2 separate regions of the Rattus norvegicus genome follow, and region 1 is linked to region 2. Evidence: chromatin contacts called from public Hi-C data. All regions are on one chromosome and are shown on one strand. Each heading gives the region's core, a stretch centred on a gene start, on an enhancer-like site or on the middle of the called end of the contact. The rest is flanking DNA. Distances are from core to core; before and after follow the strand shown.

Evidence for each region. A called contact is a pair of places that touch in the nucleus more often than the background predicts.
Region 1: a contact with region 2 is called in a Hi-C map of liver, with 9 times the contacts expected there. The contact joins two enhancer-like sites. A contact is called at or near these places in 3 of 12 Hi-C or Micro-C datasets (kidney and liver).

The regions. Positions count from the first base shown.
Region 1 is chr3:139,157,376-139,160,120 of GRCr8, reverse strand. No RefSeq gene overlaps it. Among named protein-coding and RNA genes, the nearest start is that of Psmb3l2, 33 kb to the right of the region's middle. Within about 2 kb of position 1,355, at least 19 of the 93 cell types and tissues checked have an H3K27ac peak or open chromatin away from gene starts, as enhancers often do. A contact at or near this core is called in liver, where this site is marked.
Region 2 is chr3:139,101,553-139,104,655 of GRCr8, reverse strand. No RefSeq gene overlaps it. Among named protein-coding and RNA genes, the nearest start is that of Psmb3l2, 23 kb to the left of the region's middle. Within about 2 kb of position 1,750, at least 4 of the 93 cell types and tissues checked have an H3K27ac peak or open chromatin away from gene starts, as enhancers often do. A contact at or near this core is called in liver, where this site is marked.

The sequences.
Region 1 (2,745 bases), core at 106-2,605, 56 kb before region 2:
AAGTCTTTGTCATTTTATTGTTACAGAGGTCCTTTGTCTTATACTTCCTGCTCCAATTTATCCTTCCCAGATTTCTGGTAGTGTTAATCGCTAACTGTAGATTTATCCGTTTGCAGCAGTTGCCTGGTCAGTGCATTTTATTTGTGAGAATCAGGCCTTGCCTTGCCTATTAGGTCTCCTGTAAGGCCAAGTCACAAAACAGCTTTCAGTGTATTTTTTTTTTTTTTTTTTTACTATTCTCCTATTTTAAAGAACTTGCTTTGCAATGATCAGTAATCATTGTGTTTCATAGTAAATTGAGGAAAAAAATCTGAGGTTTATGAAAATTGTAAGGGTCTGAGAAAATAATTAAAAATAATAATGATAAAACTTAGAGACTATATATGGTGTTAAGACTTTAAAGGTTCAGAATTTTAACATAGTAATCAATGGAGTTTTGATAAATGGCTAATCTGACTCTGGAAAACACTTACTACTACAATGGTCACGAGATCAAAATTTTTAAATTTCCTTTAGTTATTTTCTAAGTAGAGAATAAAAGGCGTTTCTCAAGGTGTGGGTCTACTGCTTTTCCTACAAATGGATTTCTACTCTTATCACAAAATGTGGTAATGCTAATATATCTAAAACTTTTATCTCTTTTTCTAAGCTTTCAGTTCCTGTAAACGTCAGGGAATTGTGACTAGGAGTCACCTGTTACAGGACAAATGGGTCCCAGTAACTATTCCAGTCAACCAACAGCCTAAGCTTCCCCTCCTACTGCTAGTTCCTAAAGGGGGAAGTTCTAAATGGAAGATCTTCCTTTAAGTTCCTAAACTTTAACTTCTGTCCCCAGTCTGTATCTGTCTCAGTACATTTACACTTGGCTGACAGACAGATACTATTCAGAAATCAGCTGCAAACTTCAAAGTTCTCCAAATGGCTGCAAGCCCAGACTTGCTGAAAGCTGATGTAAATCAGTCCAGTCAATACAATTGTCCCCATGACTTCAGCTGGGTCAACAAACAAGATGCTTGGCGTGAACTCCTACCCCCACTGCCTGAACTTCCAACTCTTAGCCTTTGGCTGGCATTTCAGTCTTCACGGGTCCTGACAAGGCCCTAATTTTAGTTGAGAAGCAGTTACAGCAGAGAGTATGTCACCCCCCTTTTTTTTCCCCCCGGAGCTGGGGACCAAACCCAGGGCCTTGCGCTAGCTAGGCAAGCGCTCTACCGCTGAGCTAAATCCCCAACCCCCCGATGTCACCCCTTATCCTCAAGAAAAGCCTAGAATATTAGATCAATATTAGATCTAAGGGGAGCTGGGACCTGGCTGGAAGGGAACACACCTCATCATCCTGACCACCCCTACTGCTGTCAAGGTAGACCACATCTGCACCTGGATACATCACTCTCAGATGAAGTACATCACAGGGGACCACAACCCAGCTGCAGAAAATGGATCATCACCGAGGCCTGAGAAGATAGACTAAAGATATGACAGATGCAGATTGTAGACTAATAACCTTGTTTGTCGTAACCATGTTCCCTTTTGCTTTTCATTGGATGTATGTCTAGATCCCCTTTAAGAGTAAACACAAATTTGCTATAAATGTCTCAGAGCTCCTGGCCACCAACTCGTCAGGTGAACATTCCTTCCTTCACTGCCTGGTTGAAACTTTGGTTTGCATGTGAAGATGGTTTGCAACTTTGCTTGCCTATTTGGCAGATGTATCAATCCCCAAAATTATGTACCTTGGTATCCCTATACCCCTGGAAGTACATTTATGATAGTCTAGTAGGGAGAAAACATATATGCAAAACCACACAAGCTCTCCCAGCCTCCATGTTCAAGAGAAAAAAAAAACGTGTAATTCCCCTTGTAATACTCCTCATAATACGCTTAGGGTTAGAAACAGCAGGAGTCACTCTCAGCACCACTGGTATAGTAATAGCTGACATTAACCACTGGTACAGCAATGGCTGACATTAACCACTGGTACAATAATGGCTGGCATTAACTTCAAAGATCTAGGATGCCAAATAAATCAGGATCTGTCTATATTAGAAAAAAATCTATTGCCAAGCTAGAAGAACAGGTGGATGCATCAACTGAGGTGGTTCTACAGCATGGGAGAGCACTTGACCTGCTCTATGAAGAGCAAGGAGGTTACTGTACAACTTTAGAAGAGAATTGTTATTCCTATACAAACCATTAAGGAATCACTAGTGATAACTTAGCTATGCTCTGGCAGGGGTGGGGGTAGGGGACTTGCAGAAAGGGAAAAGGCCAGAAAAGGAAAAAAGGAAAGGAAATGAAACAAACAAATAAAAAAAATCAACCCGATTGGTTCCCATTCTCTTTCTTGGGCTCTTCCTGGCTAGTTACTCTGCCTCCTGCTCCTGCTGATTAGGGTTGACCCTGCATCATTAGTGCTTTAACCAGATATATAAATTCCCACTTAGGAGCTATTCAGCTGATGGCAATCAAGTCCCAATATGAACAGGTACTGTGATGGTTTGTGTAAGCTTGGCCCAGGGAGTGGCACTATTAGGAGGTGTGGCCTTGTTGGAGTAGGTGTGTCATTGTGGGCATGAGCTTAAGACCTAGCTGCCTGGAAATTAGTCTCCTCACAGCAGCCTTCAGATGAAGATGTCGAACTCTCAGCTCCTTCTGCACCATACCTGCCTGGATGCCGCCATGCTCCTGCCTCAATGATTATGGACTGAACCTCTGAACCTTAAGCCAGCCCCAGTTACATGCTGT
Region 2 (3,103 bases), core at 501-3,000:
CTTAGCAGCATGGGACACACGATAGGACAGAAGACTGACGCCACTGCAAGAAAAACAAGTTGACGGAAAGTGTAGGTGTGTGTGTTGTAAAGGGGATTTACTACAACAGCTTACAACTAATAGGCGTGGGCTATCCAATCAACAAGTGCCTGTATGCCAGAAAGACTGAGAAGCTGGAAGGTGTTCCTCACACAGAACTGTGTACCTCAGCACTTCTGATTCCTACTCACCCACTCCCTGTTCCTGGGGCCACATTAGACCCCAGGGAGCTCAATTCTGATGTCACAACAGAGAAAGAAGCAATCTCCCTGACAGTGAGGGCAGGCAGGCCCAGGTGGTTTTTCTCACACCTCCTGATATCCAAGCCCCAGTGAGAAGGGGCTACCCGCCCTGAAGAGGAAATCTCCTCGTAGTTGCTCCTTCAGAACTGTCCTTGCAGACTTGCCTAGAGGTGCATCTCCCTCCGTACTGGAGAAAGGCGGAGGTGGGAGAGAGACAAACGGGGAGGGGTGAGCTGAGAGAAAACAAACCTCATCTTGTACATGTATGAAATTTAATCAGTAAAGATGATTAATCACACAATCCGGGTAAATTACAAAAGGTTTATGTTGAAGTGAATTACAAAAAGATAAGAAGGAATGATCTATGTTTGTAATCCCAGTGCTTAGAAGATAGAGGCAGGGGGGATCAGAAGTTCAAGGACAGCCTTAGCTATATAGTGAATTCTAGGCTAACCCTGGCTACATGAGGCCGTGGTAAAAACAGAAGAAGGAAAAAAAAAAAAACAGAACAAAACAAAAATGCCTTTTTAAATAGATTTTATATACGTGACTAAGCTTACTGAAGGTTATTTAAACTTCTCAAGTTAGGACTCCAGATGTTAGAAGAAAACTACACCAGACAGCCAAACTCCAGACACTACAAATTAACTTTTATTATTTGGGTTCTGGAGGTCTTTGTTTTTGTTTTCTCATCAACAAGAATAAAATAAAGACAGTCCAAGAGCACCAGAGGAAATGATTACAGAGACAAGAACAAACCTAACTGATGACATTTGCCCTGGCAAATCATATATTCCCCCAGGTGGATAACGACGGCCTCCTCAATGACATGGCGGCCTAAAGGTAGGACTATAAAGCGGAAATGCATGCGGGGGGTGGGGGTGCTATGAGGAACCAAGGCAGTGAAAAGTAACTTCTCACCATAGGAGAAAGAAGAGGGGAGGGGAAGGAGGGATGGAAAGAAAGGGAAGGAAAAGCAGGACTAGAGATCATGTCCCCGCCCTCTGAAGACAGGATGGGCCTCTGCTCCACTGAGTGTTGCTCTTAGAGACCCAAAAGCTCCATCACTCCAGGTGACCACCAGGTACCCCGGGGAAGTCTTGGCATGGCAAAAAGAAGGTTAGTTTTCTTTTCAGTGTGGGAGATTTCTCCTCTGCCTTAAGCAGTGTAAGCTTTCTAAATAGGTTTGTACAGTAACCAGCATTGGTAGAAAGGTCCAGAAGACCTGAGGCTCCTGCCTCAGGATTTGCCCTATATATAAACAGAAAGATACAGCACAACACTAGGAGACCTCATCTAAAAGTCTCAGCTAAGGCCCCACCCCTCACCAGAGCAGTGCTGGAGAGCTGGCCCCCACAGCATGAGCTCAGAAGAGCTGGCCCCCACAGCATGAGCTCAGAAGAGCTGGCCCCCACAGCATGAGCTCAGAAGAGCTGGCTCCATCTATTGCTGGCTGCGGGAGGCAGGAGAGCCAGACCTGGTACCACAGGTGCAGGAGAGCTGGCGGGCTCACCAGCTCAGCTACCACCGAGGCCCACATCCAGGGCTTTGAGTTGCCTCACCCCAACATCTACCCCATCTATGAACTGCTGGAGCATGTGAAGGGAGTGGGGATGGTCTTATACATCCAAACTGCAGGATCTCCATGACACAGGGCAACAATATCGGAGAGGAGTCCAGGTGAGGATCCAGTATTGATCGTGGAGCAGAAGCCAGAGACCTTGAACCAGACCAATGACTCATTGCAATGAACATTTGCAAGTAAAACTGGGCAAAAGGGCATCCAGTATGACACACTGTGACACATGATGACACTCCATGCCACAATGCAACTTCCACGGTGACACATTTTGGGTTTTGTTTTGTTTTGGTGGGGGAGGTTAAGAGGACTGATATGGAAGAACAGGGAGATGGGTGGGATTGTGTGCGTGGCATGGAATTCACAAAGAATCAATAGAAAACTAAAAAAAAGTCCCAGATAAACTCTGAAAGTAAGATAGCCAGGAAGTTTACAGACTGTGAGACTCTAAAACCACTTTCCCAACATGTAAAGAAAAAAAAGAAAAAACAAGAAAAGAAAAATAGGCCATCCAAGAAACTACATAAGCATGGCTAGTGAATTCGTGGGAAATAAAAGGTTCTGTTACCTCAGACAAGGACTCCATGAACACACTTCCCCTTTCTTTCTTCCTTTCTCTCTTCCTTTCTTTCTTTCTCTCTCTCTCTCTTTCTCTCTCTCTCCCTCTCCCTCCCCCTCTCCCTCTCTCTCTTTCTCTCTCTCTCTTCCTCTCTCTCCCTCTCCCTTCCCTTCTCTCTCTCTCTCCCTTTCTCTCTTCCTTTCTCCCTTTCTTTCTCTTTCTTCCTTCCTTCCTCTTTCTTTCTTTCACTCTCTCTCTCTTTCTCTTTCTTTCTTTCTTTCTTTCTTTCTCTCAACAAGATTTCTTTACATAGCCCTAGTTGTCCTAGAATTCTCTCTGTAGACCAGGCTGACCACAAACCAGATATCTGCCTGCTTCTGCCTCCTGAGTGCTAGGATTAAAGGCACGTGCCACCACCACCCAGAATTTTCCTAATTAATGCTTGATGTGGGAGGGCCCAGATTATGGTGGAAGGTGCTGCCACTGGGTCCTGGTTGATACAAGGAAGCAGTTGAGCAAGCCAGGAAGAGCAAGCCAGTATGTGGTGTTTCTTTATGGTTCCAGCCTCTGCCTGAGTTCCTGCCCTGACTTCTCTCAGTGTTTTGACTGCCATCAGGATGTGTGAGCCAAATAAATCCTTCAACCCCCACAATGCTTTTGGTCAGTGTCTTATTACAGAGAATC